7 separate regions of the Mus musculus genome follow, and regions 1, 2, 3, 5, 6 and 7 are each linked to region 4. A link is a contact called in public Hi-C, HiCAR-type, HiChIP or PLAC-seq and promoter capture Hi-C data. All regions are on one chromosome and are shown on one strand. Each heading gives the region's core, a stretch centred on a gene start, on an enhancer-like site or on the middle of the called end of the contact. The rest is flanking DNA. Distances are from core to core; before and after follow the strand shown.

What was found. Promoter capture Hi-C pulls out the DNA fragments that hold promoters and counts their contacts. A called contact is a pair of places that touch in the nucleus more often than the background predicts. HiCAR-type assays count read pairs that join an accessible place to other places. HiChIP or PLAC-seq counts read pairs in DNA pulled down with a chosen protein or histone mark.
Region 1: a promoter capture Hi-C map of second pharyngeal arch cranial neural crest shows a contact between it and region 4, with 11 times the contacts expected there. The contact joins the enhancer-like site here to the promoter of Adamts1 in region 4. A contact is called at or near these places in 11 of 39 promoter capture datasets (the 3T3-L1 cell line, the C10 cell line, the SN4741 cell line and 5 more), 6 of 484 Hi-C or Micro-C datasets (the 3T3-L1 cell line, 3T3-L1-derived adipocytes, cerebellar granule neurons and 2 more), 12 of 115 datasets of contacts at active chromatin or transcription factors (astrocytes, craniofacial prominence, embryonic forebrain and 8 more) and 3 of 9 other capture datasets (adipose tissue, embryonic stem cells and liver).
Region 2: a contact with region 4 is called in a HiCAR-type map of astrocytes, with 11 times the contacts expected there. The contact joins the enhancer-like site here to the promoter of Adamts1 in region 4. A contact is called at or near these places in 6 of 39 promoter capture datasets (the 3T3-L1 cell line, liver, maxillary cranial neural crest and 1 more), 6 of 115 datasets of contacts at active chromatin or transcription factors (astrocytes, embryonic limb bud, fibro-adipogenic progenitors and 3 more) and 3 of 9 other capture datasets (adipose tissue, embryonic stem cells and pancreatic islet).
Region 3: a Hi-C map of uterus shows a contact between it and region 4, with 5 times the contacts expected there. The contact joins the enhancer-like site here to the promoter of Adamts1 in region 4. A contact is called at or near these places in 6 of 39 promoter capture datasets (3T3-L1-derived adipocytes, cranial neural crest, embryonic stem cells and 2 more), 6 of 484 Hi-C or Micro-C datasets (the AML12 cell line, liver and uterus), 11 of 115 datasets of contacts at active chromatin or transcription factors (bone marrow-derived macrophages, differentiating embryonic stem cells, embryonic forebrain and 8 more) and 2 of 9 other capture datasets (embryonic stem cells and liver).
Region 5: an H3K27ac HiChIP or PLAC-seq map of extraembryonic endoderm stem cells shows a contact between it and region 4, with 3 times the contacts expected there. The contact joins the promoter of Atp5j here to the promoter of Adamts1 in region 4. A contact is called at or near these places in 5 of 39 promoter capture datasets (the 3T3-L1 cell line, frontonasal cranial neural crest, hippocampal neurons and 1 more), 10 of 484 Hi-C or Micro-C datasets (LSK cells, cardiomyocytes, cerebellum and 6 more) and 5 of 115 datasets of contacts at active chromatin or transcription factors (bone marrow-derived macrophages, embryonic limb bud, extraembryonic endoderm stem cells and 2 more).
Region 6: a contact with region 4 is called in a promoter capture Hi-C map of liver. The contact joins the enhancer-like site here to the promoter of Adamts1 in region 4. A contact is called at or near these places in 14 of 39 promoter capture datasets (the C10 cell line, the HPC-7 cell line, HPC-7-derived erythroid cells and 8 more), 1 of 15 datasets of contacts at CTCF or cohesin (the NIH/3T3 cell line), 6 of 484 Hi-C or Micro-C datasets (the 3T3-L1 cell line, bladder smooth muscle, embryonic cerebral cortex and 3 more), 16 of 115 datasets of contacts at active chromatin or transcription factors (craniofacial prominence, embryonic basal ganglia, embryonic fibroblasts and 11 more) and 3 of 9 other capture datasets (adipose tissue, embryonic stem cells and pancreatic islet).
Region 7: a Hi-C map of cerebral cortex shows a contact between it and region 4, with 2.6 times the contacts expected there. The contact joins the enhancer-like site here to the promoter of Adamts1 in region 4. A contact is called at or near these places in 3 of 39 promoter capture datasets (the 3T3-L1 cell line, embryonic stem cells and hippocampal neurons), 4 of 484 Hi-C or Micro-C datasets (cerebellum, cerebral cortex and cortical neurons) and 6 of 115 datasets of contacts at active chromatin or transcription factors (astrocytes, embryonic forebrain, embryonic limb bud and 2 more).

What each region holds. Positions count from the first base shown.
Region 1 is chr16:86,692,993-86,696,285 of GRCm38.p6, forward strand. No RefSeq gene overlaps it. Among named protein-coding and RNA genes, the nearest start is that of Gm32461, 110 kb to the right of the region's middle. Within about 2 kb of position 1,614, at least 33 of the 459 cell types and tissues checked have an H3K27ac peak or open chromatin away from gene starts, as enhancers often do. A contact at or near this core is called in adipose tissue, cerebellar granule neurons, craniofacial prominence and 4 more, where this site is marked.
Region 2 is chr16:86,576,583-86,579,956 of GRCm38.p6, forward strand. No RefSeq gene overlaps it. Among named protein-coding and RNA genes, the nearest start is that of Gm32461, 230 kb to the right of the region's middle. Within about 2 kb of position 1,944, at least 3 of the 459 cell types and tissues checked have an H3K27ac peak or open chromatin away from gene starts, as enhancers often do. A contact at or near this core is called in astrocytes, where this site is marked.
Region 3 is chr16:86,795,602-86,799,074 of GRCm38.p6, forward strand. It overlaps Gm32461 (predicted gene, 32461), which reads right to left. Exons shown (of 6, transcript NR_153789.1): 4 at 3,407-3,473. Among named protein-coding and RNA genes, the nearest start is that of Gm32461, 9.2 kb to the right of the region's middle. Within about 2 kb of position 1,725, at least 6 of the 459 cell types and tissues checked have an H3K27ac peak or open chromatin away from gene starts, as enhancers often do. A contact at or near this core is called in uterus, where this site is marked.
Region 4 is chr16:85,801,544-85,804,809 of GRCm38.p6, forward strand. Adamts1 (a disintegrin-like and metallopeptidase (reprolysin type) with thrombospondin type 1 motif, 1) reads right to left here and starts at 1,570. Exons shown (of 9, transcript NM_009621.5): 1 at 435-1,570. The coding sequence starts at 1,167.
Region 5 is chr16:84,833,284-84,837,028 of GRCm38.p6, forward strand. Atp5j (ATP synthase, H+ transporting, mitochondrial F0 complex, subunit F) reads right to left here and starts at 1,739. Exons shown (of 4, transcript NM_001302214.1): 1 at 1,526-1,739. Gabpa (GA repeat binding protein, alpha) reads left to right here and starts at 1,841. Exons shown (of 10, transcript NM_008065.2): 1 at 1,841-2,260.
Region 6 is chr16:86,621,080-86,624,818 of GRCm38.p6, forward strand. No RefSeq gene overlaps it. Among named protein-coding and RNA genes, the nearest start is that of Gm32461, 180 kb to the right of the region's middle. Within about 2 kb of position 1,907, at least 1 of the 459 cell types and tissues checked has an H3K27ac peak or open chromatin away from gene starts, as enhancers often do. A contact at or near this core is called in liver, where this site is marked.
Region 7 is chr16:84,954,353-84,957,869 of GRCm38.p6, forward strand. It overlaps App (amyloid beta (A4) precursor protein), which reads right to left. Exons shown (of 18, transcript NM_001198823.1): 18 at 84-1,080. The coding sequence ends at 979. Among named protein-coding and RNA genes, the nearest start is that of Gm10791, 16 kb to the right of the region's middle. Within about 2 kb of position 1,304, at least 34 of the 459 cell types and tissues checked have an H3K27ac peak or open chromatin away from gene starts, as enhancers often do. A contact at or near this core is called in cerebral cortex and hippocampal neurons, where this site is marked.

The sequences.
Region 1 (3,293 bases), core at 364-2,863, 890 kb after region 4:
TGATCCATCCAATAGCTGACTGTGAGCATCCACTTATGTGTTGTATTTTTAATTACCACGGTTTTGAGTGTAAGTCAAACATTCCATACCTAGCATCATTTTGTCTTTCTCTTCACCATGTAAGTGAACCAGAGGTTTACTTATCTCCAGACTGACATAGTCATGCATATTTTCTCTTATATTTCATCTGGGAAGGCTGGACTTCCATACAGGATGGTAGTCATCAGAATTTCTTGTTATAACTGGCTTCATAGAAGTATACAACAGAGGTGACAGGAAGACGAGAGTTATACAACATCACTGATGACACTTGGTATTAGTCAGACTCAATAAAGGGGTTGCCTTCTCTAAATGAATGAAGATAAATGATTTATAAGGAGTTCTAATGTTGTATTAGTCAGGGATTTCTAGAGTTACAGAACTTATGGAATATCTCGTTATATTAAAGGAAATTATTGGAATGACTTACAGTCTGGAGTCTTAACTAACCCATTAGTGGGCACTTTGAATGGAAATCCAAGAATCTAGTAATTGCTCACTCCCACAAGGCTAGGTGTTTCAGCTGGTCTTCTGTACGAACAGGAATCCTGAAGAAGTAGGTTCCAACAGATGTGCTGGGAAGTAAACACAAACAGGCAGTGGAAAAGGAAGCCTTCATTATGTAGGCCTCTACCAGAGCATATGGCCCAGATTAAAGGTGTGTACCACCATGTCTGAACTTAAGCTATTCTTTACTTGGAATTTGCTCTGTCTCGTGCTCTTCTTGAACTCAGAGATCTGCTCGCCTCTGTCTCCTGTCATTAAATGTGTATACCCACCTTGCCAGGGCCTAAGGTTTTCGTAGTTACTATGTCAAGATCCAGATCACAAGCCTCAAGATCTGCAATACAGGTGTGCCCTACATTTCTGGATTGTAGTTCATTCTAGATGGGGTCAAGTTAACAACTAGGAATAGTGATCATAGAGGTATAAGTCAGATTTTAACTATGGTATACATGGGAAGAAAGTACATACAATCATAAATAAGATAACAAAGAACAAACTTCAAAGGAACATTACAAAATATAATTTACCTATCAAAAAGATCTTTAAAATGTCACCAATGAGAAAGTTTATGAGACCAGGAAAAAAAAAGGAACATTTTTAAATACATCGTCCATCTTCTTCATTCATTTTATTATTTCCGCATTTATTCATTCATGACACAAATATGTGGTAATGTCCTCTCTTAAGCCTCTAGGCTTTTATTAAACAAAGTAACTGTAACCACGAAGAGGCAAATATTTCATTCTTTGCTTCATGATGTTTACAATTTAATAGCACAAATTATACCCTTAAAAAAAAAAACCAATTGACTATAACCCTGGTAATAAAGACACCAACAATGTTTACATAATTCGTAAGTGAAAAAAAAAAACTATATGTAACAAAGATTAATGTAACATAAAATAATTAAATAAAGTGCATAGATGCATTCAGTTATTTAATCAAATAAGCTTAATTTAGGGCTTTGTTGTATCCCTAGGTTCATTCTAAATCATTAGGCCAATGCATAAACCATGTTCTAACAAAAACAGATGGTCCCCAGCACACAGGGCCACTCCATCTGCTCTGTAGTTCCACATGGGAATGGCTTCCTTTTGCTTACCAGCCCATCCCTGGTTCCAAGAAAACATGAGCCTCTTAAGGTCGAAAATCTAGTGGCTTGCAAGTCAGCTGGCAGTGTTTCTGCATTTTTAAGCAAGCTTGGATATCGTGGGGAGCTTAGTGTTCACTCTGAAACTGACCCTTCTGAGCCAAGTTCAGAGCAGTGCGAGTTATCAAAGCTGACAGGCTTTTGGCAAGTTGTTGAAGACTTTCAGGCCAGGATCCTTTCCAAACTCAGATGGGAACAATTAGGATAAATAATAGTTCTTGAAATGGCTAGTTCTTACTATGCCTTTTAAATGTATTTAGTGTGCAATAATGGAATTTATAGCTTATCTATAGCACACTATCTATTCAAAAGAAAACAGGATCTAATTGAAAGGTGAGACAGCCTTGAGAATTGCTAACCAAGAGTTGGGACAAAAATAACAAAGAGGTATTTTAAAAACCCTTACTTTTAAGATTTTATAAGACATAACTAAGTAATATACTATATATATACACATATATATCCTTTATATAAGTAATATACTATATATATATATATATATATATATGTATCCCCTAAACTTGTACCCCAACACCAAAAGCAATATTTAGGAAACCTTGTTCAAACATACTACATAGACAAAACACATACAGACACACAATTAAGGGATTATGACTACCCCTGCCCCAATAATCAAAGCTTTTGTTAGTATGCAATACAGACTTCTAAAGCTAGGAAAATATTGAGGATACACACATGATATTGGTATGCAACAAATTCAAGACACAGAATGGATGCAAACAAGAGAGCAACAGGAGATGCAAACCTTCTATATCAAGAATAACTCACTTGGTGTTGCTAATCTCTTGACTTCCTGCAGACTTGCTTTTGCTTTTCTTGGTTGTTTTACTTTATCTGTCCTAAGGGCAGAGAAATACAACGATCTCATGGTTGACATTCCAAACTTGGCCTATTAAAAAAATAAGGCTTTGACCCAATTAGTTGCAAGTAGAGTCATTAAACTATCGTAACACCTCTTCAGTGATTTTGTCAGCTTGGTGTTCTCGAACTTTTAACAAGAAAGATTATTGTTTATAATTATGCCTGAATTTTTAAGCTGGGTTAAAATGTTATTTATTTAAAGTTATAAGTACAGCTATATTTTCTACATATTAATAATTAGTTTTTGTGTGGTTTTTGCAGATATATTTTATCCATCATATGAATATCTTTATTGGTATAAAATGATAGTAAAAAATGTTTGAAGAGTATAGGGAAGTGATTTGTATTTCATATATACAAAGAGCTTCTTGATGACATGTAAGTGATCTGGTTGTGATATCAGTCACCCTATTGATTGTCACGGTTAAGTCTGTTGATATGTTTAGATAAGTGGTAGACCCTTCTCTTATTGCTCCATGCCTACCCTCTCAATGCACAAGCTTTGTTGAAGAATATCTTCTTATCTGAGCAGAGGACAATTCGATTCTTTAGAGTGAGAGTAGCTTTAAAATAATTCAATGTACAAAGCGATTAGGCATGTATAGAATGCATTTCATTATTTTTCAATACAAAGAATCTAAATATGGTGATTCTTTAGTCCATAAATCTTTTAAGACAAAAAATCACACTAAATGCTTTAATTACTTTGCAGAAC
Region 2 (3,374 bases), core at 694-3,193, 780 kb after region 4:
TAAACTACCCAATATAATGTGCGTACCTTCTCCTTCCTCACTCATCTTTCTACTTCCAGTAGACAATGGAGATACATATATGTTTTGAAATATGAGATTTCCAAGGAAAACTATGTGGATGCATCATCTCCTCTCTATGCCTCTAATGTGTTGTTCCATACTGTAAACAGAAAGAACACATTGCAGACATTCCTAAAATACAGAAAAGAACAGGATGATAAAGCTAACCCAGGGGCATTCAAGAACTTTTGTATTCTGATTTCTTTTAGAGGTAAATGAATTCTTCTGAAATTTAACATTAGTATCTATGAGTTTTTGTCTACTTAGCTGAGTTTAAAAGCTGAGCACATATAAGCTGAGTACAAATAAGACTTCCTGTGGTCGGGACATTTCTCATGCCTATAGGCAGTACTTGCTACTTCTTCAGACTTTCTACTTTGTTTTCCACAAGGACCCTGAAAACACATTAGACAAGGAGTCATATCTCCTAAACAGGGCTATCCTTTGTGAAAACTATGAGTCTCACCTTCACATAGTAACTAGCATCAACATACAATGAGTTGTCTTGTATCAGACAGCTAATCTAATCTCAGCGGGGAAAAAAAAAAAAAAAAACCTAAACAGCTTCCATGCATGGATATTTGTCTAAGATATTCAAGGGCCTTCTAGGAAGTGTCCAAGAGATTTCCTATGTTAGTAAAGGGCAGTTTTCAAAGCTGAGTGTAATTTAAACAATCACCTGAGGATACAGAGTAGAAGTAAGAGGTGGAATCAGGCACAAGGGCAATATGAAGAGAAAAAGCATAGAAACAGCAAGCCATGCCACAGCATAGACTAGTTGTTAGTGCCAAACACTAAATCTCTCTGACAGAAAGCAAAGGAATAGCAGTTGAAACAGATTGCTTTAGAATTACACAAAGGAGTGTCTTTTCTAGAGTGACAGTATTGAGTTAGGATTTGGGGTTGGTAGATTAGAAATAGGAAATTCACCATAATCCTGTAGACATGAACGTACACTGAATGGAAGTTTAATTTTAAAGTAAGGTAGGATTTCAGATATTCAGAGCAGAACACTAAGTGTACCACTGTCTAACCAATATAAATAAGCTACTATTTGGGAGATGTTTTGGAGTTCACTCAAAAACTGTGAGTATACATTTATCTATACCAATCTTCCTGAACATGTTACTATCTGATGGATTAGCAAAATCATGATTAAACGTAACAAAAACATCAACTCTCCATGCTTAGGAAGTGAAATAAATGAATAAATAAAGCACTAATTGTCAAAAATAATTCACCAGGATTGCATAATGGGAAACTCACAGAATAGCTCAGACTTGTTTCTTCCAGAATGTTATTGAGAAAAATCAGTTATCAAGTTATAAACAATCTGAATGTTTGATACACACATATGCAGAGTGATTGACAGGGAAGAGTAAAATTCCAAGGAGTAAAATTCTACACAAAGCTAAAACAGGATCCTTATTTTGTTTGAAGTTAGCCGGATATTGGAAATAGCACTTTGAAAAATAATGAAGAACTTCGATTATTAAGTGCATGAAGAAGTCACATGGTCATATTAAAAATAAATCATCATACAAGTGAAAAGATACAGAAAGAAAAAAATCTCCAATTTTTTAAGCTTTAATGTGTTTTTTAACATACAGAGCAACTAATTTATTTTGATGTAATCGGTGGAGAAAGTCATGCCATCAACCATCAGTGAGGCTATTAACGAGAGTCATGTGCTGGGTAAAGCTTTTGGACAGAGTTTAAAGGATCGGAATGTTCGAGGATATTAAAAAAAAAAATGGCAAAGTCCCAGTTGCTTTTGTGAGGGATTTTAAATTAAAGCAGCAAAGGCTTTCAGGCATCCTACAATGGGTAGAACGAACTCAAAGCTAATTAACTTGAACTTCTATTTAGTGGTACAGCTTTGCAGTAATCTTTCCTGGAGTTCATGAAGAGAGGATTACTCGGCCTTGAGATAGATTTGGAGAAGGGAGAACATGGAAGCTAAGGCAACCAACCAAAACAAGTAGCTTGTCCAGGCATGTCTGAGCCTAGTGCCTACTTCTAGACCAGAGTTTTATCTAGGTATAAAATTCAACCTTCTATAAACATAGCTGCCTTGAAGGCAATCATAGGAGTGCATACACATGGATGTTTGTCATGAGAAGATGGAATAATATTTTTTAGCCAGGATAAAGTGTAAAACCATTTACAACTTTTAATCTATTTAGACCCAGGACTTTGGCTGTATTTCTCTGTCGGGGGCTTGCACTGTATGCATGAGGCATTGTCTATACTCTCATTGTTGAAAAAAAGAGAAAACAAAGAGAAATAAATGCAAGAAATACTTGCTATGCAGTATTAATTGTCATTTCAGTTACAGTAGTAAAAAAAATCCAACATCTTTCATTATTTTATTTATTTACTTTGCATCCCAATTGCAGCCCCCCTTTCTCTGCCCTCCCCCCAGAGAATACCTCTACCTACCCACCCCCATCCCCCTCTCCTCTGAGAAAGAGGATCTTCTTCTGGTTATCAACTCCCACCCAAAAATGTCAGTCATTGCAGAAATAGGTGCATCCTCTCCCTCTGAGACCCCACAAGGCTGCCAAGGTAGAGGATTGGGATCTAGAAGCAGGTCACATATATAGGGACAACTCCACCTCCAGTTCCTAGGGCACCCACATAAGATAGAACTGCACATCTGCTACATATCTGGGTATAGGGTAGGATGGAATTGGTAGGTCCAGCGCCTGTATGCTCTTTGATTGGTGGTTGAGTCTCTGTGAGCACACAAGTGTCTGCATTAGTTGACTCTGTTGGTTCTTCTGTGGAGTTCCTACCCACTTCCGATCCCTCATAACTCCTCTCAACACTGCCACAAGATTTGCCAAGCTCTGTCCAATGTTAGGCTGTGTGTCTCTGCATCTGTTTCAGTCAGCTGTTGGGTAGAGCCTCTCATAGGACAGTTATGCTAGGATTCTGTCTACAAGCATAACAGAATTAATGATGTCAGGGTTTGGACTTTGCCAATGCATGGGTCTCAAGTTGGGCCAGGCATTGGTTGGTCATCCCTCAGACTCTGATCTGTCTTTGTCCCTGCATTTCTTGTAGGCAAGAACGATTTTGGGTCTAATGTTTTGTGGATGGGTTGCTGTCCTTATCTCTCCACTGGGGATCCTGACTTGCTACAGGATGTGGCCACTCCCATACCCTACAATGCTAGGAGTCTCACCTAGAGTCATCCCCATAGACTGCTGGTAACTTCCCCCATATTTTAACAACTTAATTTAAGTCATATGCTAGTACATATTAGCCATACAAAATTTTAGCAATCCTCCATTGCTTTTGTTTGGTCA
Region 3 (3,473 bases), core at 475-2,974, 990 kb after region 4:
ATCTCTTTCCTAGATTTTCTAACTCCAAGGTTGTCTCCCTTTGTGATTTCTTTGTTTCTCTTTCCATTTTTACATCTTGGATGGTTTTGTTCATTTCCTTCCCCTGTTTTCCTGTAATTCTTTAAAAGGGTTTTTTATGTTTCTTCTTTAAGAGCTTCTAGCTGTTTATCTGTGTTCTCTGTATTTATTTAAGGGAGTTATTTATGTCCTTCTTAAAGTCCTCCATCATCCTCATGAGATGTGACTTCAGATCAGAACCGAATCTTGCTGTTCTAGTGTGATAGTGGATCCAGGACTTGCTATGGTGGGAGAATTGGATTCTGATGATGCCAAGTAACCTTGGTTTCTGTTGCTTCTGTTATTATGCTTGCTTCCTGCCATCTGACTATCTCTAGTGCTCCCTGCCCTTGTTATATCTGACTGAAGCCTTTCCTTCCTGTAATTCTGGTTGAGTCAGAACTCCTCAGAGTCTAGCTGTGACTGTGATCCTGAGATTCTGGGTGTATCAGAGTTCCTGGGAGTCAAGCTGCCTCTGAGACCCTGAGATCCTGGTGTGACCAAGCTCCTGGGATCCTGGGATGCTGGTATCCTAAGGTCCTGGTCATGATAGGGCACCTGGTAATGGAGCCTCCTCTAGGGCTATGGGACTGGCCTCTACCAAGTTAGTGCCCAAGGTAGACTGGCACAACCAGAAGGAACTTGAGCCACTGGTCGGAAGTCGTTCCTGCATCCCTGGATCCTGCTGGTCCCAATTACTCAGATAACAGATAACTGGAACAGATGTTGTGTTCTACTCCCTTGATATTAACTTTTAAAGCAACATTATACTGAGTCTGTGTGATGGCTATTATTAAAAACTCCTGTGCAGGCTTACATTGAAAAATGGCAAGTGGAATAGAAATAAATACAAAAATGTACATTAAAAAATGAATTAAAAAACCATAATGCTGCAGTCAAAACTTGCTGAAAGAGATATAGAGATTAGTTCCATTAGGAGAGCCTTCCTCTGCTTCACTGTAATATAAAGAAAGGTACCCTCAGGCAAAGACTCACCCAGCTAAACTTCTATCTTATAAAAGAGCCAAAGATATTTTCTGCTCTTAAGAGAGTAACTATGTGATAAAGTGTGTAGAGCATAGCTTACAGAAAGCAGAATAATTAAACACAGAGACTTTTTCCTTCTAGGGAAGGAAATGAGACCTTTATACCCAGAAGGCTGGAGTGGATGTTGTCTAACAACCTGGTGATCTTTTGCTCTTTTATGGAGCCAGCCTTCACCTGAATCCCTCCCAAATCCTGAACATTGTTTAGGCCCTGATCCTGAGCTTTGTTGGGCAATGGAACCCATTATTATAAAAAGAGGTGCCATAAATTTGGCATTCTCGGTCAATAGAACCCATCTTTCTGCTTACTAGAAATTCTTTTTCATTAGGCCCTTCCCTGAACATTGTTCTCTCTGTTAATAAAAACTCAACTCTTATGGTAAATGTCACAATTGTTTTGCTAAAAAGGTGTAGATTGCAAAGGAGATTCACTGTAGTCATACATAAAGTTTGCTATGATAATTTTCAAGTGGAAACTTTTCTCTAAAGTTTTAAACTGTGTTCAAATGTTAAGAAAAATAAACCAGTTGGTCAGACTCCAGAAGTTTTTGACCTAGCGTGGGCTGAAGTCATACTGACCAGAGCTTCATTTCTTAACCTCACCAGGATCATTTTCTCTGCTGGCTGTGTCACTTGCAGGGAACGCTGCAAGAAAGCTGGTGCTAATGTGATTCAAGGGGGTTAGGGTGTACCCCTAGCTGACAGCCAAATTTGGCAGTCCTATTTAAATTATGATAGTTTAATAGACATGAAAGATCTGAGGAAACGGGTTTTTAAATCCTCCTCTGTTGCTTTAGAGAACCACAAACACCATTTATGAAGCTGTGAATGTGAAGCCTAGGGTGCAGTAAAGGTGCCAAGATATAGAAAATGGCAGAACCATGGGATAGAAGCCAAGGAGAACAGGGTACAGGGAATGGTACCAGCCCAAGAGACACATGTTACAGTGTTACAGACAACAAAGCTGTAAAGTAAAGGCCATCTATGCTCTTTGACAAGATTTGGTGTCTTCACTGCTGGGTTTTAAGCTTGATTTGGTTCCGTATTTTCTCATTATGCTCTGATGGTGAAATGAGCCAATTCAAGCCAGGTTAGAATATATTAAATGCAGTTGTTTGGAGGAGTGGCTCTCAGGTAGGTGAGTTCAATGGCCCCAAGGATAAGGCCAGGGATGTCACCATGGGTTGAGAGGAGAAAGAAAGTGTATGCACTCAGCACACTTAGGCAGAGGAGAGAGAGAAAGAGAGAGAGAGAGAGAGAGAGAGAGAAAGAAGAGAAACAGCAGGGTGTCAAAATGTCTGGATGATATAGGGCAGAGCCTCTGTGGGAAGGACACCCCTGCCTCTGGACTGGGAAGTTCAGGATTGGGGGCAGAGTATGCCAAGAAGGGACTGCAGGATGCTGGGAGAACATGGAGGTCAGGTCTGTTTTGGTATGTAAAGTATGCACCTCTGCCCCTTGTTCTGGATTCTGAAACCAAAAGCTGTATTCCTTCCTTTAGGAATAGTGGAGAGAGAGAGAGAGAGAGAGAGAGAGAGAGAGAGAGAGAGAATATATAATAGTATATACTACCATACACGCACACAATGTGCGTGTGTGTGTGTGTGTGTGTGTGTGTTTTGTGCCATTATATGTTGGAAGAATGTAATTTGCTTTTGCATTTTAAAGAATCTTTTAATTAAGAGAGTTCCTTGAGTCTCACAAGAGACGTTGGACTTCAGATTTTTAAATATGAAAGGCTATGAAGACTTTAGCATTTGGACTTTCTTAATCATCATATGGCCTGAAAACTATGAGGTCCGGGTTCATAAAATGTGGTTTGAATGAGAAAGGTCCCCATGGTCTCAGGAATTTGAACAGTTCATCCACAGCAGATGGCACTGTTTAGAGAGCTTTAGGTGATGTAGCACTGCTGTAGGAAGTATGTCCTTGGAGATCATCTTTAAGAACCATGCCTACCAACAATTTTCATGGTTTCTGCTCCATTAGAGACTCTAAGCCTCTGGAATCCTAATCAAAATAAACTCATCATCATGGTATTCTATCACAATAACAGTAAGTAACACTAAGATAACACCCAAGATGAGAAATGACGCAGCTTAATAAAAATCTAAATGAAAAGGAACTTTTACGAGAGATTCCAATGAAATCAGGAGGGTTGTTTGAGAATGTATGAAACAACCCCAGACCTTCAAATCCTGGAAAATCTAGAAAAAATAGGAAAAGTCTTAGAAACATATGACATACAAAAATTGAAACAGGAGGATATAAGTAAAAATGATCACCAATTCTTCAGCTCTTACCTCTAGGTACCTGCCTTGAGTTCCTTCCCTGCCTTTCCTGGATGATGGTTTACAAGCTGTAAGATGA
Region 4 (3,266 bases), core at 320-2,819:
GCACATCCAGGTCACCATGGCTCCTCTACTCCGCCCTCCTTTGAGCGCTACGTGCTCACACGGACTGACGTTACAAAACTCAGCGCGAAACTACAACCTAGTTAAAGTGAACTCATACATTCACTAAAGGCATTAAAGGGATGGAGAGAGATTCTTCAGTGTAAGGAGTCGGGTTATTGGCTTCGCGGAGGAAACGCTTAGCCCTTATCTACAGGACCTCCGATTCTTTCTCTCTTTCTCAAATTATTAACTATTCGGGCAAATAAGTGTTCTAGCAGAGTATGGTCACACTTTTTTTGGGGGGGGGAGCGGGAAGGTCACGACCCAGAACTTCAATTCACTGCAAGTCTGAGTCATTCGCATTTAGAGGCGATCTGGAGTGTGACCCCAAGTCACGCCTCGTAAAGACTGAGAGATGGGGGTCACTCTTATACCTGATGGCTTTCCCGCGTCCTGAGGCGTGGGGTCCCGCACAGGCCACTGGTTCCGGGTGTTCTGGCTCTCGGGTCGCGAGTCGCTGGTTGGCAGGGTCTCGTCGTCCATGACGCCGCACTTGGCGCCGCCACTGCCCCGCCGCCTTCGCCTCAGGATGTGGAACTGCGGCCGTGCGGATGACTCCTCCTCGGGCACGGCAGGGGCCAGGCGCTCGGTGGCCACTCCAGGCGCTGGCTGAATGAAGAACTCCTCTCCTTGTAGGTAGAAGGCACCACGCACACCTTCACAGAGGCTGAGGGCTGCGGCAGAGCCGGGATCACCGTTCACCGTGCCAGAGTAGAAGCAGTGAGCCAGGTCCCCGGTGGGGTCCAGATGTTGTGCCTCGGACCCGGGACTGCGCCCCACAGTCTGCAGGGTGAAGCCAGGCGCCAAGAAACCGCTGTCCGGCTGCAACTTCAGATGTAGCTGCTGGCCAAAGGCGTCCAGACGAAGGCGTGTGGTGGTGGAATCGTGGCCCGGGGCGCGCTCCAGCGAGGGCAGGACCAGCTCCTCATCTTCCTCCGTGGGGCGCCCGTGTGCGCCCCGCGCACATAGCAGCATTGTTATGGAAGCGAGGAGCAGCAACAGCATGTGTGCGGACAGAGAGCCCCGAGATCTCGCTGCCCGCTGGACGTCCCCCATGTCGGAGCAGGGCTTCTGCTTGCGTGACCCCAAAGGGACTTTTGGCTGCATGGCACCGCACCCTGCACCGCAGAGAACTCTTGGTCTGGATAGACGTTTAGACGCGTAGAGCTTCGCTGGCCTGCTCCTGATGCTTAAAATTCACGATCACTTTGATGGGAAAGTTCGTGCAGAGCTAGCACCCGAAGCTCCGGGTCACTTAGAAAGATTCTGCACTGGCGCGCGGGAATTTTTTCATTCCAGCACCGAGTTGGTGGCTCCGCACTGCTGGCTGCTGCAGGACCTAGAAGCGCCCCCGGAGCTGGGGAACAAGTCCAGAATAGGAGCCTGGACTCTTCGTCCTCCGCCTTGGCCCCGATTTGACTCGATCTGAGCAAGGATCTGCTCTCTCCGCCGGGCTGTGCGCTCTGGCCTTGCGATAGCACCTAGCTCGGAGCTGCTTTCTAGCGAGTGCAAGGACCAGGCAGCCCCGGCCGCCCCTTTATAGCCACATAGGAGCCCCTCCTTCCCCCAACACTGCGACACCGCCCCCTGAGCTCAGTCGGTGCTAAACCGAGCTCTGCGCCTCGGGGCCTGAAGGGGGAGGGGGCAGCCTCCGCCCTGGCCTCACGCCACAGCTCGTCACTCTGGGGGTGTAAGACGCCGAAACAGCGCTGGGACCAGCACTTTGTACAGCGCTGGCTGCTCTGGGGAAAAGAGTGAACCTTTAACTTCATCTCTCGGCTGCTGATTCCCGGACCACCCTGCTTCCTGTCGCCCTTCCTGTGCCCCGGCTGGGCTGCAGTTTCCAAGAAAGAGGGTCGAATTGAAAAGATTCCTCAACATTCCTTTTCTCCCCTAGTCAGAGCCTCTTCTGCCCCAAAGTGGGCTATTAGCTACAGCTGCCTTTTCTTAAAAAGCACCCTACTTTTCCGTCTCGTCTACGTTTCCATGGGCACCATGGCTAAAGCGTCCTTCTCTTTACCCCAGCTTTTCTTGGGCAAAGTGTTGATTCTGCGCTTCTCAGGAAGAGAAAAGAAAGAGAGAGGAAGAGAGAGAGAGAGAGAGAGAGAGAGAGAGTGTGTGTGTGTGTGTGTGTGTGGTGGTGGTGGTGGTGGTTCATAGAGCACCTCTCCAACTCTGGATTCTAAAAATCCACGTGGAACGACCTTAACAGTTTCCTCAAGTCCTACCTAGAGACCTCTGGGGTGGGGGGTGGGGGTGGGGCGATGTGTGTGTGTGTGTGTGTGTGTGTGTGTGTGTGTGTATCTTGGCTTTTTCCAGAATAGTCTATCTGGAACCAGCTTTAGTTCCCTAGAGACAAAAAAAAAAAAAAAAAAAAAAAAAAAAGGGATTTCTGCTTTCTCTTCTTCATTGGAGAAGCAACTCCCTTCTAGTCTGCGTTCTTCCAAAATCTTAACAGCAGCTGCTGCAGGCCGCAGGCCAGGCGGACAGATGCATCTAAGATTCCCCACTTCAGTATCAAGTCCAAAGCGGCGGCGGGGGGGAACGGTGTGGGGGGAAGGAGGGTTGGGTGATGGGGTGGAAGGAAACCGAGTTCCCCTCCCCCCCCCTCCCCGCTTCCTACCGGGAAGGGAAAGGCAGCATCCGCGTTACGAAAGTCACAAAAGCTGAGCCCTTCCAACCCCGGCCCCTAAGAAAAAGTCGAGAGAGGCTCCTGAACTGAGAAAGAGGGAGGGGTTCTGTGACCCAGAGGAAGGAAATAGTTCACAATGCTCTCACTGGCGGAAAGGCATTAGGACAAGCTTGAGAACCACAGCCCAAGTCCTCAGGCAGACCCGCGCGCTCACACCAGCTAGCTCTTGCTCCCTGCCCTGCCCAGTTCTGGGCTCCCGACTTGCTGCCCCACCCCCAACTGCTGCTCCGGTTGGCTCTTGGTTAATCCTTTGCTCCTCCCCAGATCTTCCTAAATTTGTGGGCCTCAGACAGTCCCTTGCAATCTTCCAAAGGTTTCTGGCAGACACTTTCCCAGGGTTCTAGATAGTCTTCATGAAAACAAACAAAAACTTTGTTTCCCACACCAGGGAATATCGAATTAAAAGAAGAAGAAGGAGGAGGACGAGGAGGAGGAGGAGGAGGAGGAGGAGGAGGAGGAGGAGGAGGAGTGACTGGGAGAAACAAGACTACCCCAACCTCCAACCTCCAAGCTC
Region 5 (3,745 bases), core at 489-2,988, 970 kb before region 4:
AAGATAATTTTGGCTGTCCTGAATAAGTTGAATGAAGGTGGCCTATAGTGGGTAAAGTTCGGGCACACTGCTATACTCCCTACAACATGAAAGATAGCAATCTTCCCTATTCTCATTTTGAAGAGTTATCTAAAGTGTCAATAGTACCAACTTCAACAAACCTGGTATAACATTTAGTACTGCTGAAAAAAAAATCAAATAAGCACGAGTTTTCATTCACCGATCCCGATAAAAATAAAACATTTGAGGAAATCAATGCCATTCATACTCTACCAGAGAATTATACAGGCGAAAGAGCTACAGGCAAGTAGACAAGACTTTATAATAAGAACACCACACTTGATTCATCCTGGAAATCTAGGAACACACTTAAGACATAATTAGTAAGGTATCAAGAATTCTTTAGCCCTAAAAATACTGTAAAATACTTCCATATTGTCCACTTAGGAAATACTCTCTAAGTGTTAGGGGAAGGTGCTTCTTTCAGTCTTGCTTATAGGTGATTAAAAAAAATATGTCTAAAGAAGGTTGTTTACCTAACATTCCACAGTCAACCTGCTCCCAATCTAACTGCCAAGACGGTCATTTCTTCTACAAGACAGGGAAAATACATTTTCACTTTCAATAACGCACCATCCCAAACAATGATTTCCAATCCCCACGTCTAATTTAGCGTACTCTCTGAACCCCAAACATACATGTATACTCACCTCCTAAGTCCTACTCAATCGTTCTAACAGTGACCACATTCTCTCTTACCAAAACTACTTGTTGTTTCTCCTTCACTGCCTTTCACTTTTTCAGATTAAATAGAGAATGCGATCTGTTCATGATCACACGGAAGACAAATGGCATCCTAAGTGTAGAACACCATTTGGGACAAATTCCGTACTGAATTAATATCCTGCACTAGCTTGCTGCTTGTTAGAGGTCTGATAGTAACAATATTGGGGAAAGCATGGTGGGGGTGGGGGTGGGGTAATCAAAGTTCAAACCCAGAGGTGTAGCTTTGGGAAGGCGCACGGCTCTCCTATTTATAGCGGTTGACTGACCAGCCTAGCCGAAGGCTAGTCCCTTTGCTGCTCGTGAGTATCTAATCATAAAGTCAATCGACAAAGCATGACTTCTAGATTGGATATAAAACTTTTAGGATATCACCATCGCCCTTTCCTGTCTTAGGAGGCTCGATCGCCGCCTGCATTATTCACAAGCCTGTGGCGCGCCGTGACCTTGGGCTGCCCCAGGCGGGCTGCAGGCTCACCACCCCGTCTTTTCTGCTTTTCGAGTCGGCCCGCTCTGCTCCCAGGAGAGCATTCACGGTCTTATTTAGTGAGCGTAAGGCAAATCTGAATACCCAGCAGGGCCGAGGTCACCTGTGACCCCAGGCCAGGCCAGGACGGTGCCAAGGACACGGGGCTGCGCTCTACTCCCAGGGCAAAGGTGACGGGCAGCCCTCTCTCCTCGTGAAGAAACCCAGAAGCTCAGTCCCAGGAGGCCGAGCTAGCCCAGTTACCCTCCCAGTCACCTTGCACTGAGTCCCGAGCTGCCAGAGTCACCGCCGCCGCCACCGTTCTACTTCCGGCCCTGGCTCCGCCTACACACGCCTACCCGCCATCGCAAGGCACTATGGGCCGCGGCTTCAGTCGTTCGACGCTCACCGGACAGGAAGCGCCTCGAAGGGAGTCTGCGACCGGACGCCTCTAGGTGAGACAGAAGCCAAACAGGAGGAGGAAGTGGAGGGTAAGTGCTTCCGGGTCCCTCAGCTAAGACTCCGCCATCTTTCCTACACTTTAACTTCACCCCCTTTTCCCTCTTGGAGACACTGCACTGTACGCATGCGTATTCTGGCCTGTCCCCTAGTTCAAGCTCCCTTCGGAGTCAGCGTCCCGATCCTTGGGGTTGGGGAGGTGGATGTAGGGTGGGGGTACAAAGGAGCGCGTAAAAACCAAAACCAAAACAAAACAAAAAACCAAAGCGGCTGGGGGGCGTTTGTGCCTCGTGAGCCCCGTCGTCGCGGGCGTTTCGGGCCGCGCAGCCTGCTGGGAGTTGTAGTTCCAGGCCCGGGGGTGCCTGGGAGGCGGGAGAGGGGCTGGGGTTCCTTAGCGCCGATTCCACGGGAAGGGCCCCGGGACCTTACCCTGCTACTCGCGGGAGCGGCGCGGCTCGCCCGGAGAGGCGCTGTACCTGGAGCCCGCGCCGCCGCCGTTCCCAGCCGGCTGTGGAAGCGCGGGCTAGGGCCACGGGACGAATTCCGGAGCTGGTGAGTTGCGGACGCGGGCTGGCGGGGAGCGCGGGCCCGCGCGGGCGGCCTGGTTCCGGGGCTTGTCCCCCCCCGCGGCCGCCTCTGTGTTTTGTTTCCGCTGGGTCCCCGGCGCTGCGACTCCCATTTCCGTTCGTGGAGACTTGAGGGAGCCTGGTGGGGAGGGGCGGGAGAGGCTGTGCGGGAAGCCGAGGGGAGGGGCGCGGGGAGCGGCGTGGCCCGGGCCGCGTTGCGGGACGCGGCGGAGTCGCCCGTCGCACGGGCGCGGTCCAGGCTCGGCGCGCTGGCCGAGCGCACAGCCCCGGGCGCTCCCGGGTCTCTCGGGAAGATGCCAGACCTGTCTGTCACCCGAGTCAGCCATCCCCGCACTAGCAGTACCGATTGCCCTTCTGGAACTGTCCTAGAGTCGCATCGGTGCAATCGTTCTAATGCATAGGATGACTTTCTGCGTCTTTCCCGAAGATGTCAGTGAAAGTTACTGTACCTTGCCAACTTCCCCCACTCCTCCCCCCGACCTTTTTTGGGGGTTGGTGTAGTGCAGTGAACACAACGATGGAGTTTAGGGGATTCCACCCTTAGGGTCCACAGCATAGAGAATGGTGCCAGCGCATCGTTTCACGATGACAAACAGTCATTTGAAACTAAATCCTTAGGTAGGCCAGTGAGATGGTTCGACAGGTAAAGGCACTTGCTGCCGAGCCAGACTGTTCAGCCTCTGGAATCCAGATGGAAGGAGGAGAGAACTGTCTGCTCTCTGACCTCCACAAGTGCGCATGCGCACCTTATAAGTGGTGTCTGGGTACGTGTAAGTTTGTGTTGGGTGTCACTTTCTAGCCTGGCTGACCTTGAACTTGCTATGTAGATTAGACCGGCCTAGAGTTTAGAGGCCTATCTGCCTCTATTTTCTGAGCGCCGGCATTAAAGGTGTGCACTACCTTGCCTAGCAAAATAAGTGCATTTTTTAATTGGTTATTTTATTTATTTACATTTCAAATGTTGACCCCTTTCTTGGCCTCCCCACCTCAATTTTTTTAAAACAGGTAGATTGAGCTAATGACAGGACTGACTGCTGGCAAGAGGAAAACATTTATATAGATCCCCCTCACATTCTTAGGTACCCCATGCCACTAAACACTGGCCATTTTTTTAGCACTTCTTTTTTCTTTCTTTTGTATTTGTATTACTACCTGGATGCCAACTGGATTTACGTCCATTTTATCTTTGCTACAAGTACAGACGCGTAACTTGGGGATACATAGTCGTGACTGAGTCAGTTCAGTAAGTACTGAGTGCGGTAGTAAGGTTGAGGAGCCCAGGGGGGCCAAGTACTGGATTCATCTGAGTCTCTGGCAACTGTACAACAAACCTACAGGACCGAAAAGAGGAATGGTAGTTTTGAGAACTCTCATGCTCTTCCCCAGAAGGAGGTTTTTTGGGGGAGTGAGGGGATTTCAGACAGGGTTTTCCTGTGTTTGGCTGGCCTTG
Region 6 (3,739 bases), core at 657-3,156, 820 kb after region 4:
TGCAACGCATGAGGAAACTTTCAGGTAAATCAGGGATTGTTTTGTTTTTCTATTTCACGCAGCTTTGAAGTCTCTCCAAATTAGACATCACATCGGTTACCTCCTTACTAAAGAAAACTGCTCTCAATGTGACCGACTGAAACTTGTAATTCAGCTTCCTAGTCACCGTTTATTAATTATGGGGCTATTATAAACTCTACTTAAACATGGCTGGGAATAACAATGATGGTTGTAATTTGGTTTTTTTTAATGTTTTATGTTATTTTTGTGTGCTTTATGTATTTCTACAAGTTTAATGATAAAAACAGATTACCAGATTGGGAATTTATGTCATACTTCTTAAGAAATTTAGTAATCAAACTTTGTATTCTAGTAATGGAATAATCACTGAGTTGGGTTATAGAATATCTTACAACATCTATTTCTTAAAGTACAATGACTAAGGAAGTACTATGAAAAGGTAGATTTTAAAAATGACTGATTAGTAATGGTATACCCTTTGTGGGTAAAATTAAGAATCTTATAAATAATAATAATGCTAATGATGATGATACTGATAATGATAGCTTGAAGAATAGGTTTCTTTTTGAGTTTGTTCTATTGCTGTAGGTCATAATACTAATTTCTGCATCCCAAGGTCTAGCTGCTTTAAGATGAGTGAATTCTCTTGTATGTCAGCTTTTGTTGTGCAAATTCTGTTACTTAATTTAAATCTGTTGTTTGAATAAAGGTTCATTTAGCCTGTCTATGGACAGAAAATGGGTAGCCAGGCAGCCAGGGCTTCAGTTTTCAAGCTTGAAATCTGAGCCTAAGATCAAGAGGAGAGAGAGAGGTGGAGGAAAGAAGACGGCACCATGGGGTGGATGGACTGTGAGCACATGGCCATGAGGGGCAGGCTATTGGAGCAGGAGAGTTCCAGATGAAACACGGCAAGTGATACCTTGGGATTATTGACAGAGAAGTAGACAAAATAGTATAGAGGGCTGGTATCTGCCAAGCTCTAGTGCTTTAAGGCTTATTATATATTAAAGGTTATGTGTCTTTTATTTGTGAGTCAAATGATCAAAAATGAGGTAGAAATCTTCTAAAAATATTTAGTGCAACACTCTTCTTATGTTCCATCTGCCATCTGAGGCCAGACTGCACCTCACACTTCTAAAAGATATAGCAACAAAACTCCAACTTTGGAATGGAAATATTTGCACAAGAAATCAATCTCTCTGTCCCCTGACCTGGAAATGCCCAATGCACACAAGTATATAATGACAAAGAAATTTTTTTGCTCATATATTATCCAGTACCAGACTTTACTATATATCAGAATTCACTATGAGATTTGAAAAAAAAAAGGAAAGTATACATTGTTTATTATCTTAATAAAACAAGTCATTCTTATTCTCATAAGAACCATAGGAAATAATATATGGATATCGTAAGATGAAGTTTAGATAAACTGTTTGATAATGTTCACACTCTTGGGGAAAAAACACTACAGTGGAACAGGTAGATGAACAGACATCATAGAATATAAGCCAGTCATTAACAGTTGTATCCAGGTTTACCCTATGAACTACAATAACAACTGTCAGAGCAAAGATGGTCTGTGGGAGCAATAGTGGCACACAAGTGTTATGGATGCAAAACCACTTTCTGGTTAAGTTTAAGGCCTGTCATATAAAAAGAACAGCATTCTGGGCACTATAAATATAACCAGTAACTCATGATTTAGAGGGTCATAAACCCCTGATGTGAATATGTTATTTCTTTCAGGACCCTTCACTGTTGCCATTAAACTTTGTGAATTTGCCAGGCACTTTTACTCTTTCAAAGTTTTAATGACCTCCAGCTTACCCCTGCCTCTTCAAATAAAATTCATTGATATTTAACTAAACCTCTACACCAAGATGACCTTTGGAATTTATACAAATTTCACAGAATAACATAGTTCTACTAACTTTTAGGAAGTGAGCAGTTTATCCTGGGTTGACATTAACTTATATGAAGTCCATTAAGCCAAAATGAATTTTAGGATTCTAAATGACAGGGTTTCAACATGACTAACAAATGACTTCATATCTTTGAGTTAAAAAAAAAACACCTATTGAATTAATGTTTAGCATGTAGGTAGTATTCTTACTACACATAAATTGTATTAGGATCTTTGCTTCAATATCTTTCTAAACAATGAACCTTAGTCTGATTATGCCATACTTGTTTTGATGAGACCAGAATTGTCCTAAAACATAAAGATGCTAAACAAACTTTACTAATGTTGTATACTTTATGCAATAAATGAAAGTTATAAACAGCTATTTTTCAATAAAATTAAGTTCTAATATTCTGACAGAAACAGACAATGCAGCAAAAAAAATGTTGAATTTTACAGAGTACAAATCTAAGCCTTGGTAGTTGAGGTTATTTTTAATATAATATTTTTAGATTGAGGGCTTGGTTAACTTACAAGCAACAGTCTACTCTGTGTTGTGGTAACTGGCATATAGACACAATTAACTCTGTATTATACATAATGGTCACCAAATATTCAATTATACTATACCTAAAGGAATAAGAAGTTACTTTGACTTCAGTGTTTGAAGGGACGCAGTGCATCAGAGTTGAGGAGGCATGGCTGCAGGTGACTCCATCATGGCAGGACTATGAAGCTGTTGCTCCTCATTTTCTTTTTTTTTAAATTTGTTTTTATTATGTATTTTCCTCATTTACGTTTCCAATGCTATCCCAAAAGTTCCCCCATACCCCCCCACACACTCCCCTACCTACCCACTCCCACTTTTTGGCCCTGGCGTTCCCCTGTACTGGGGCATATAAAGTCTGCAAGTCCAATGGGCCTCTCTTTCCAGTGATGGCCGACTAGACTTCCTTTTGTCTCAGCTCCAAACTTTGTCTCTATAACTCCTCCATGGATGTTTTGTTCCCAATTCTAAGAAGGGGCAAAGTGTCCACACTTTGGTCTTCGTTCTTCTTGAAATTCACGTGTTTTCAAATTGTAACTTATATCTTGGGTATTCTAAGATATCTTTTGATACGTATGCAGCTAAAGACAAGAGCTCCCGGGTACTGGTTAGTTCATAATGTTGTTCCACCTATAGGGTTGCAGATCCCTTTAGCTCCTTGGCTACTTTCTCTAGCTCCTCCATTGGGAGCCCTGTGATCCATCCAATAGCTGACTGTGAGCATCCACTTATGTGTTTGCTAGGCCCCGGCATAGTCTCACAAGAGACAGTTATATTTGGCTCAGCACAATCTTGCTAGTGTATGCAATGGTGTCAGCGTTTGGAGGCTGATTATGGGATGGATCCCTGGATATGGCAGTCTCTAGATGGTCCATCCTTTTGTCTCAGCTCCAAACTTTGTCTCTATAACTCCTTCCATGGGTGTTTTGTTCCCAATTCTAAGAAGGGGCAAAGTGTCCACACTTTGGTCTTCGTTCTTCTTGAAATTCACGTGTTTTCAAATTGTAACTTATATCTTGGGTATTCTAAGTTTCTGGGCTAATATCCACTTATCAGTGAGTACATTTTCTTATACCTTGGCAAAACAGAAAGCAGAGACAGATGGAAAGTGGGATTGGACTATAAACCCCAAAGGCTTGCCTCAGGAGAGCAATTTCTCCCAACCAAATTCTACCTCCTATAGGTTCCCAGCTTGAGTCTATAGGGGGAGCATGTAGACTCAAGCCACAGTACATTGCTTTAATAACTACCTTGCACTTCTTTGA
Region 7 (3,517 bases), core at 54-2,553, 850 kb before region 4:
GTATTATTAAACGAAGCGCCTTGGGTTGATAAATGCAGGGATCTTGCCTTTTCCCTCCCACACAATCACCCTTCAAAGAAACGTCTTGCCTGGAGTTATTTTATTTAATTTATTTATGTAATACAGTGTAGAAAGCTATCATGGCATAAGCAATGATTCTGTACAATCATCCTGCAGAAAATTAATTTTTGGAGAATTCTTGGTAATTGGAGACCAGCAGAACACTCCCTCCCCCCACCCGTAAAAGTGCTTATGATGAACAGGGATAATTTTTTTTTAATTTTTTTTTATCAAAGATCCAAAGATACATGGACAAAAAAAATGTTCAAATTCTCAATGCCTAATGTGTGCACATAAAACAGGCACAAAGAAATCAATGTGTATCCTCTTATTCCTATATCACAAAGAGAGCAGAAGCAGCAATCTGTACAGTAAGATGCAGTCATGGAAAAAGAATTTTCTAAGTCATTTGGAATACTTAAAAAAATGTTCAAAATGCATAGTGATCAGGAAAAGAATACGTAGGAGAAGCAGCTAGACGCCCACGTTCACAAGAAGCATCCCCCATCGATTTTTAAAGCATATTTCAAGTAGGAGTTTTTTCCGGGCCACAAACCACAAGAATAATATACAACGGGCTAAGGGGCTATGTATGTGATAAATAATTAGGAGAGAATCTATTCATGCACTAGTTTGATACAGCTAATTTTTTTTTTTACAGTACACAAAACCCATGAATCATGTAATGTAGAGACCAGAATGTAAAGAGAGAAAGCGAGAATACATTACTGATTTGTATATTAATTCAAGTTCAGGCATCTACTTGTGTTACAGCACAGCTGTCAAAAGCCGAGGGTGAGTAAATAAACGGAAGGGTTTGTTTCTTTCCACGTTATTTTATAAATGAACACCGATGGGTAGTGAAGCAATGGTTTCGCTGTCCAAGTTCAGAGGCCGCTGCTGTGGCGCGGGTGGGGCTTAGTTCTGCATTTGCTCAAAGAACTTGTAAGTTGGATTCTCATATCCGTTCTGCTGCATCTTGGAGAGATGGCGCTCCTCTGGGGTCACGGCGGCGTCGACCTAGAAAGCAGGTACAGAGATCCGGGTTTAAAATAGACCGAGGACTTTAAAGGAGCACAGTACTCGTAGGCAGTAACAGGACACGGTGTGCAGTTCTTTTCTTTGCCCCCAAAGTACTTAACAACCGTGATTTATCAGCTTTAGCCCCAACTTCTGACACCACGTGGCAGAGCCAATGGCTTACGCCGATGCTGCATCTGGCCACTAGGTGGTGCTGAAATTCTTGAGGCGAGTACTCGGGTCTGCACAGGGCACATTGGCTGAAACAGCCAGCACTGGAGTTTGTGGGATGGTGAAGGAGAAAGAACATCTCACAAAGCCGCACTGTGAATGACTGTGAGTGACGCTTAGATCTGTGCAGAATATAACACTCCGCTTTGTGGGGCCCCAGGTATCTGCTGCCATTTCGAAGTACATTTATCTCTGTAGAAATGTTAATGAGAGTTTTGAGAGCCTATTAAATAAAAGATACACACACACACACACATGTATGTATATGTCTTTTATTATATATATACATATATATATATATATATATGTATATATATACACACATACACATATAAAAGGGGTATAAATAAAGGTAACATATATGGATGTATGTGTGTGTCTGTGTGTGTGTGAGTGTATGTATATAAAAGGTGTATTACCAGGGGTAGGGTATAGGGGACTTTTGGGATAGCATTTGAAGTGTAAATGAAAAAATTATCTAATAAAAATTTGAAAAAAGGGGGGTATTACTTGACACAAAAAGGGAAACTGTATAGACACACTATCCTAATTATACATACATACATACATACATACATACATACATACATACATATCTGTCTGTCTGTCGATCCATCCTTCCATCCACTCATCCATCCATCCACCCACCTACCCATTCATCCTACACATACAGGATTTGTAGTCCTGGGGGTTGCATTCAGGCCTCATTTCCGCCAGGCCAGAGCTCTACAGCAGGCTTCAGCTGTAAGATCAGGTCGGCACGGTAAACATAATCTGCCTCAGCCATTGTCACGGAGAGCCGGGCAGGTGTTAGTCTCTGCAGACTGTGCGGGGCACACATCTCTCTACAGTAGCTAATGGCTTTTCTTGTTTCTATATTTGTCCTACCTCTCCCAGTGAGGAGAAGAGGAGGTGCTTGCTTGAGTCTGCTGGATTAATATGAGCTCCAAGCCTCTGTAAAGCCGCGTTGGAAGACGAGAGGACTCTGTCCGTATGCACATAGCATAAACCATGTTTCCCACAGAAAAGTTAAGGTGTGTTCTATGGGATTCATTTCACAGGGATATTTCTTATTCTGTCCTGGACTGAATGGAGCTTGCAGCCTCATTTTTCAGAGGTCTCTAGTTCCCATTGCTGAGCACTGTCAAATGATGTCTGGCAATTCCCCAGCTTTCTCTTTGTCTCTGTCCCCTGCCCCCACCCCGCCTACTGCCAGTGTGGCACAGTTCAGACCCTGCACAACTGTCTTACTGTTATGGTGGCTCCTAAAACAACAAGGGGGGGGCAGATATGCATGGTGCCAGTGCTGCCCTACCTACCAGGTGATGGACAGACATGTGGTATGATACACATAGATCATATGATACACACAGATCACGCCTAGTCCCACCTAAGGAGTAATTCAGGTGGAGAGCCTTGTAGAGATGAATTCCTTCATGGCCATTGGGTGTGACCCCACTTCAGAGAACTAGTTAGTCCTTTTTAGGCTGGGCACGAGACAGACTTCAGGACAGACTTCAGGACACAGTCAAAGGCAGTGGGAATAGGAGCTGCCCTGCCCTTAGGTCCTGGGACATTTCCTTCTGCTCATCCGCCCTGACTCCTCCCATCTGCACGAGGTGGGATCCAGATGGGAGCTGCTCGCATCTTCCCTCCTGTGAGAGTTGCCTGCAGTCCAGTCTCCAGGTCACTCCAGTAAGGGCCTGGGTGTTTTCCTCTTATACCAAGGCCTACCCAGGAGCTAGCACTCAGAGAACACTGCTCAGCATCACTGCCCCTTGGGAGAAACACACAGGTGTTTTTCCCATCTCCTCCTGTTTGCTGTGATCTGCTCTGCTGTCAACAAATGAGGTCACCTCGATTTAATTGGCGACAGGCTTGCAAGCTAAAATGCCTTCTCTCTACAGATTAACTCCCCAAAGTGAGAGCATTCAGTCACCCTCCTGTTCGGCTTGCTAGAGACAAGCCTGTCTGCAATCCTGTGCCACTTGAACCTGGCCATTTTCTCCACTCTCTAGGACCCCATAACTGAAATGTCAAATAAGGGAATTAAAAAAATAAATAAATAAACTTGCTTTGGAGATCAAGCATGTAGCTGCTGTTTCTTAGTGTGTCTATACCTCGAGGAGGGGCAGCGGCTCTCGAGCTGCCTGCCAACAGTCTTCTGCATTTTCCAAGAACAGCAGAGCACCTTCGTGTTTAGTAC